Linked DNA regions of Sus scrofa: region 2 is linked to region 1. The links are chromatin contacts, called in public HiChIP or PLAC-seq maps. All regions are on one chromosome and are shown on one strand. Each heading gives the region's core, a stretch centred on a gene start, on an enhancer-like site or on the middle of the called end of the contact. The rest is flanking DNA. Distances are from core to core; before and after follow the strand shown. Region 1 holds the start of UAP1 (UDP-N-acetylhexosamine pyrophosphorylase). Region 2 holds the start of UHMK1 (serine/threonine-protein kinase Kist).

Evidence for each region. HiChIP or PLAC-seq counts read pairs in DNA pulled down with a chosen protein or histone mark.
Region 2: a contact with region 1 is called in an H3K27ac HiChIP or PLAC-seq map of alveolar macrophages. The contact joins the promoter of UHMK1 here to the promoter of UAP1 in region 1. A contact is called at or near these places in 2 of 5 promoter capture datasets (fetal liver and liver), 13 of 47 Hi-C or Micro-C datasets (adipocytes, alveolar macrophages, embryonic fibroblasts and 7 more) and 2 of 2 datasets of contacts at active chromatin or transcription factors (alveolar macrophages and skeletal muscle).

Annotation. Positions count from the first base shown.
Region 1 is chr4:87,992,175-87,996,066 of Sscrofa11.1, forward strand. It overlaps UAP1 (UDP-N-acetylhexosamine pyrophosphorylase), which reads right to left and starts at 1,858. Exons shown (of 10, transcript XM_001928643.6): 1 at 1,607-1,858.
Region 2 is chr4:88,050,561-88,054,483 of Sscrofa11.1, forward strand. UHMK1 (serine/threonine-protein kinase Kist) reads right to left here and starts at 2,375. Exons shown (of 8, transcript XM_021089503.1): 1 at 1,932-2,375; 2 at 313-605. The coding sequence starts at 2,199.

The sequences.
Region 1 (3,892 bases), core at 608-3,107:
GAAAGACTACTTTCTCTCTCTTCTCTCTCTCTCTCTCTCTCTCTCTCTCTCTCTCTCTCTCTCTCTCTGTGTATGTGTATGTGTGTGCATGTGTAAAAGAGAGGAGTGGCAAGAGAAAGAAACACATAATTTATATTTTTATTCAGAAATATAGACACATTGATGTCACTTTGCAAACAATTCATAAGCCAGTAGAAATGGAGAAAGGAAGGAAACGTACAGGACAAGTAGGAGAGGAAACTTTACAGGATGAAACAGATGTAATCACTTCCATGCCGTGAAAATAGTACCATTTTCCCCATTAATTCTGACAAGAAATGTGTGCATGTGTATAATGATAAGAATAGTGAATCGGAGAATTAGGCTAGGATTTTTAACAACCAACGTCTGAAAAAGCTGAAGATCTAGAAATTATGACAGAACTTGCTATATGCCCATAGCCTAATGCATCTGCATAAAAAATCAATGGCATATTTGTTAATAGTCCCCCATTATCAAATATACTGTTATTAGAATTTAAATTCCAGTATAAAAGAAATTCAGTATTTCCCCCCTCCTTTTCTGGTCTCCTACCCTCATCTCTGTTGAAATATTATGTTCCTCCCCCCACAACTGATATGTAAACCTCTTAGAGCTTTTGAAAAGTAGTCTTGGGGAGGAGCATTTACAATGAAGTCTTTTTCAGCCCCAGCTAAATAAGCCAACTCAGTAATAGTGAAAGAATATAAACTACCTCCAGTTTCCTGCGAACACAGCCCACACCTAGTGCATTTCACCTGAAAGGACTTAAAGGAAAGGCACTACATAATCATATATAACTATTATCATAATCATTATTACTTGATTTCAGATTTCATACTCCATGTACAAATAAATATAGCATAGCGTCAGGCCAAACTTAATAAAATCCTCAGGAAGCCATATGTTCAGAACATGTTGCTCTCAACCCTTCAAGCCCATTCTTCTGCTTGGTCACGGCAAGGGAAAACCAGATATTTCAACCCTCTCCCCTTACCAAATCAAAACAAAAGTGGCAAACAGGTTTTGTCCCACTCTCACGTCCCCCACAGGTTATCACCAATCCTTACTGCAAACGCTTTCGGATTATTTTCCTCATGTATTCAAGACACCCCAACTCGCTTCCACCGGACAGTTCCAACGACCGGTCCCCACTGTGGCACCCCACCCCCAAGCTGGGCATAACTGTCCACAAGGCCCTAGCATGAGAGCCTCAAGGCCCCTATCCCAGTCCAGGTGAGGCCCCACTCCCAACCGCTTGGCAAACCCCTAATCCAGACACTGCCCCAAACCCCCTCCCCAAAGCCCCCAGGCCATCCGGGCGCCCGCATCCCAGCACTCCCAGCGGATTGCCAAGGTTGAGAAACGCAGATGGGCATGCGGGGAGTGGTGTGGGTGGGCAGGCGGGCTCCTTGGCGTGTGCCAGGCTGTTGGCTCAGAGCACGTAGGCGCGCCGCGTGTCCACGTCTGTGCGCGTGGCCGTGGAAGCGTGTGCGTGGCTGCACCAAGCCCCCACCCGACCCGGTCCAGCCGTCTCCTCCAGGGTGGCGGGGAGAAAGAGATAGCCACTGGGCTGGGAGCCCCTCACCTCCCTCGGCGCGACCGACCGCTGCTCCGCCCGGCTCTGGCTCCTTCGGCGCGGCCACTCATCGGCCTCCCGCGCCCGCTCCGAATATATACCCTCATCCGGGGGGCCGGGGCGGCGGGGCGGGCCGGGAGCAGGGGCCAGGGGGAGCGCCGGCCCCGGCCACCCCGCCCCTCTGTCGCCGCGACGAGTGGCTGCCCGCACGGGGAGGAGCCGAAGTCACCCGCCCCGACACGTCAGCGCCCAGAACGCAAGCACTAGGCCCGCGCCGAGAGGGGCGCCGGGGCGGGGCGAGGAGAGGCGGGACCTCTCGCGTCACTCATTCTCCGGTCCAATAGGGATAGCTCAGGGGTCCAGTCTGCAGGCCGCCCCGTTCCCGCCCTCCCCTCCCTACCCCGCGAGCTCCCTCCTGGTCCCGGAGGGGTGTCTTTTGCGTCGGCTGGGAGGGGCGACGCCGGAGCCCCACTTAGGTATCGTGAGCGGGTCCTAAGAGCCCTGACGTCACGGTGTGGTACCGCGAGGTGACGTCCCTCGGCCTCTTGGCACCGCGGCTCAGGACGTCCCACCTTTCCAGAAACGGACCGCGAAGTGGGGTGGAGAGCTGTGTCATCGGGTGGCGGATTTCCGATCGCCCACACCGAAAGTTGCGAAAGAGGGGCGGCGGACATCCCAGCGCAGAACCCGGAGGGTGGACCGGGCCTGCCCTCTGACCTTGGGCTAGCTATTGACTTGGCCAGATAGGCGGGGCCCCATCGTCTTTCTGTTTTATGGTGTTTCAGGTCTTAAGCACGTGAGGCACAAAATAAACAACAGAGGAAATGCAAGCAAATGTATTAGGTAACCTGATGAAATGAAAACCGAGTCTGTGAGACTGAAGCCAGGTGTAAGCTTTGCAGGACTGTGAACTTAACCTCCTTGGGCATCAGCATTTGATACGAAAATGGTGGTTGGACTGCTTGACCTCCAAGGCCATTGCAGTGCCACTGTTTATAATTGCCTGTATACATATTACCTTGTGTGGAAGTGCGCATGCAGATTATGTGCTCGGCCCTGTACCTTTAAAAGCTGTGTTTATGTTAAAAGTTACATAGCACTTGGCACAGTTTTTGCAATATGTCCAATATGTTGAAATACCAAAAACATCTAGATTTAACAAAATACCTAAAAAGAATTTCAGGCATTTTAGGTGCCTGTCTTCTTTCTTCTTTAGCGCAAGGGCCTTTTAATTTTTTTCAGCAATTTCAAAATCATGCACTGCACTAAGTTAACAGAAAAATTTACACTGGCTAAGTAATGATTGTAGATACACATTCGGAAGGTTGAATACTCTATCTTACATGATCTCAGAATGTCATCTATTTGTTTGAAAAATTTATAGTATAGTGGTTATAAGCATGGGATCTTAAGACAGAACTGCAGCTTCTTTATTGCTTGGTATCTTTGGTAAGTTAACTCTTAGGCATCAGTTTTCTTATCTGTAAAACACAGATAGTAATAAAAATGGTCCCTTTGGGTTGTTATGAGGATTAAACCAATGAATATAAGAAAAGAATGTAGAACAGAGTAAATACTAAATAAATTTTAATTATTTTATGTGAGTTCTTATGCTGTGTCAGGCACTGTTCTAGGTTCTGGATACTTTGATATACTTATCATCATCTGGAAAACCTTTTGTTGTTTGGATCCTTGGTAACATAAAGAACATTTCTCTCAAATCATGTATGATAACTGGGAACAAAATTCCTCCCATTAATGTTGCCAACATCCCATTTAAAGAGACCTAGAAGTGTGCCCACCATAATGTAACTGAATGTATCTTTGTGACCTTTAAGAAAAGAGTTTAAGACAATTGCTTTCTAGAAATATACTGATTCTTACTCTTCCACACTTCTACTCCCTGAGAAAGAAATATATGAAGATTTTAGCATTCCCTTTGTGGCATGGCAGGAATGAATCAGACTAGGAACCGTGAGGTTGCGAGTTCGATCCCTGGCCTCGCTCAGTGGGTTAAAGATCTGGCTTGCCATGTTCTGTGGTGTAGGTCGAAGATGTGGCTCAGATTCTGTGTTGCTGTAGCTGTGGTGTAGGCTGGCAGGTGTAGCTCCAACTCAACGCCTAGCCTGGGAACCTCCATATGCTGTGGGCATGGCTCTAAAAAGCAAAAAAAAAGGAAATAGATGAATATTTAGAAAAATTCAAGCTAGGAGATGAGATTCAAAATCACATTCAACCCTGATGTCTTTCTTCATAAAATAAGGATAATACCTGCCTCACATGGGCATAGCAAAA
Region 2 (3,923 bases), core at 1,125-3,624, 59 kb after region 1:
AATTGTCATATCTGTTCTGCCATCAGACAAATTAACAGTAACTCAGCAATTAACCAAATGTTCAAACAAAAAACAACCATTCTATGAAGTAAAGTACATCTAATAATTCCAGAGCCCTCTCAAACTAGTTCCCCCTACTTGACCCAAACATATCTACGTATGGCAAAGAAATTCTTTTTAACTGCTTAATCCCCAGTCACTTCAGTATTTTATACAGAAATATCTCTTTTAAGTCTCCACTAAACTACCTCTGTTATTTTAAAATATTTGGCTTAGACAATTGAGTGGGTGAGGAGGGAAAATAAGTCTTACCTGATTGCCTTCTTTGAAGCTAAGTCCAAAGTCAATGAGTTTAAAACATTCATTCTCGGCACTCCACAATATATTACGTGGTTTGAGGTCTGCATGGACATAACCCTCATGATGAAGAAAAGCAAGGGCCTCTAGAACATCTCTGGCACAATGCTGTATCATCCACATGGAACAACCTTGGTGACTGGAATATAAAAGCAATTCCGAAACACTGACATCCAGGAGTTCAAGCAAGAGACAGCGTGATGGCACATTTGGAGAAAAGTGGATTGTAAAAACTCCATATAAAGTCACTAGAAAAAGAAACAAATTGTAACACTTTAAAAACCAGACTCAGAGTAAGTGACTACTAAAGTAGATACAAATTTGAGGTAGTCTAGAAAAGGATTAATGTTATGAGCAAGCAAGCCACCGTAATTTATTTTTCCCATTAGTAAGATTTTTGGGCAAGTGGGTTATTTTATTTTAATAAAATAAGAGGACCTTCAACAGTGGATTACAATTCAAAGATATTAAATATGGCACATAATTAAAATTGTGCTTCCCAAGCACTCAGAGATGAGTGAATATGCACTTTGGGTGCCAAGCAAAAATGAGCAAAAGAAAAATCCAAATACTAAGTATTCTTAAGGCAAATGTCACAATGTACAAAACCAAAACTGAAGATTGGTTCTTGATCCAAAATAGCACTATATAATTAAATATTAAAAGGAGAGGTCAAGACATTCAAGATGACATTTTAACCTAATCTTTTAGAGTCAACAAGTCCTTAGGCCTATAAAAATGTAAAATATTTCCCTCTTAAATATCAGATTTTACCTACATCATTCAGGAAACCTTAAAAAAGAAAAAAAAGGGGGGGCAACACTATTAAGAAATTCTTCTCCAAATGGTAATATTAAAAAGGTCACTATTCACAATAAATATGGATCATGCTTGTCAGTAAGTAATATATCTATGAGCCAAAGTCATAATTAAATGCTCTCTGTTGGTGTATTAGCAATGAAAACTATTTTCACAGCTCAATCATCAGTAATCATTACATATCTTACATTGTGAATATCTGAATCATGAAACATGGTCTTAAGTGGGTAAAAGTATAAAGTGCGTATGTATCATTTTCACATTTCTATAAGGATTCTTATGAAAAATTTGGGAGTCATTTCTCCCAAATCCATACAAAAATTATGTATCAGGTAACATCTATATCAGCTATTAGCATTGACGTCACAAGTACTAGAACTATCTCCCATTTTTCACTGGTATGCAAAGATTCAAAAATTTCCGAACAAGACATGACAATCTAGTAAAGACATGCCTCCTTTCACTACAGAAGATAATTCTCTGTGCTAGTAAGTGCAGCATTTTCCAAACAGAACTGAAGCAAAACAGAATTTATTGAGCATCTACTATAGAACACTGGGCAAAGCGGCCCACCGTATTACAGTCAGTATGAGAGTGAAAGGGGGATGGGAAAGGGTCCTGGGTTGGGTGATAAGGCCAGGGCCGGACCTACTTCTCCCGCCTAAAAGACAGAAGACCGTACGCTAGGCCGAGAGGGGGAGTGTACGCTTGCTCTGAGACCTGGTTAAGAAGAGAAGGGAGATATTGGCAATTACCGATGTTCCTGTGACCCTGCAACTGTTCCAACGCTGCCCTCTCTTTGCGGAAACCATACTCGGCGGCCGAGGCCGCAGCCCCGGTGGTTCCTGGCGGTAAGAACTGCTTCAGGGCGCCGGGGGGTGAGCCAGGAGTGCCGCAGCAGCGCACCCGATACACCGAGGCAGAGGAGCCGCTACCCAGGCGGCTCTGTACCTGCCACAGCCGCCCGAAAGCTTCCAGAAACCGCGGCGGCTCCGCGCCCCACGCACAGCCGGATCCAGCCATCGGTGTGGACTGAGGGCACTGACACGGAGCTGACGCGACGCCCGAGGCAGGCCGGCAGGGCCCTCGGTCACATCCCCGCCCGCCGGACCAGCGGCTCTGCAGGGAGGGGCCTGCAGCCGCCTCACCGACTGCCGGGACCTCAGGCCGCCATGACACCGGAAGCCGTCTGCGCCCGGGTCCCAGAAGCCGGAAATGGAGGAAGAGCCAATCTTACAAGCTGAAGGGCGGGCCCAGAAAGGGCGGAGTCTAGAATTGATTAGGTGAATTAGGTTTGGAGGAAAGGACTGAGGGAGAGAGTTAAGCGTTAGAGAGTTCTTAATATTCTAGGCCCAATGTTAACCGCTTTCACACACAGTCACCTAAAACTAAAACTTATTTTTGTTCTTGCTGAGGCACCCCACCTCACCTTTGGGAAGCTTGGAAAGTAAAACCCTGCCTACATGTCTCATAGCCAGGATCCAAAGGAAATACCCCAGTTGCTAAAGGAATGGATTTACCACCACCTCCTCGCTCTGTTCCCTAGTGGTTATAATTCCGGATGCCCAGGCTTCTGTGCTTCTCTTAGTTTCCTTTGCCTTTGGCTGCCTAGTCAAAAAGCAGCCTCCCTGGGCAAACGTGGATCTTTTACAAACGTTTGTTTTTCATTTATTCATTCGATTTTTTTTACTCATTTGACAATTTTTTATTAACAAGTGTAAAAAATCGGAATCTCGGTCCACAAACGAGGATGTGTAATAAATGTATTCTTCCTTATTATTCTGTGTTCAACTTTTTCAAGCTCCATTCAGATGGGGTGGCACAAAATTAGTATGACCATTTGCCTCCATCACCTTTTCCTCAGGTTTTGTCCAAGTTTCCAGGTAAATGAGGTGGTTTATGTGGGGATTGAGGGGTTGAGCTCTGCTTTTCAGTATCATTGGTTATTGTCTTGCCAGGTTGCCACTGAAATATGCCTTATTTCTGTCTGTATGACCCTTTCAGGGTCTGGATTAGGAAAAGTTCTCTGCACTCTCTGCCATTTCTAACAATCATTTTCTTCTATAGCTGAAGTCTCAACTAATCTCTTGAGAACTTGGGCTTTTGTGATACAAAAAACAAAACTCACAAGCTCCCCTAAGGCAGTGAACACAGACATTTATTTGCTTATATAAAGGGGAAGGCAAAGTGGAGAAGCTGAGGTGTGGAAGGGAACTTAGGTCATGAATAGAGAGGAGATTCGAAATAGAAATTAACCATGATTTCAAAAATTTTGAGTTGGTAGAATGAATTAGATGTGTATATAATTATAATCCAAGGGTCAAGGTAAAAAGGAGGCGCAGGTAAATTGCTAGAACTCTGTAGAGGAACTCTTAGCAATTCACCCATTAGAAAAGTGTGAGTAAAAAGAAGCATTTCATTTCAGTCTATTTTGTTGAAATTGAATGTATTATAATCAGAGATAGCAAATGCTGAATTTCTAGAAGTTGATTAGGTTCTCCTTTGTGAAAAGTATCCATTGTTATAATCCATGTCTTGGTTGCATTTAAACTTTTTCCCCAAATGCTAGAATCAGAAGTTATCGGTCTGAAAATATTCTGCAGTAGATTTTAATTATGTTTTTCCAACCCCTTCAAAAATGAAAGTAATGACTCTGTGGTAGCTAGTCTTCAAACTGGCCCCCAATGTTCCTAGTCTCCTAATATTCACTTTCTGTTATCATCTCCTCTCACATTGAATAGGGTTGA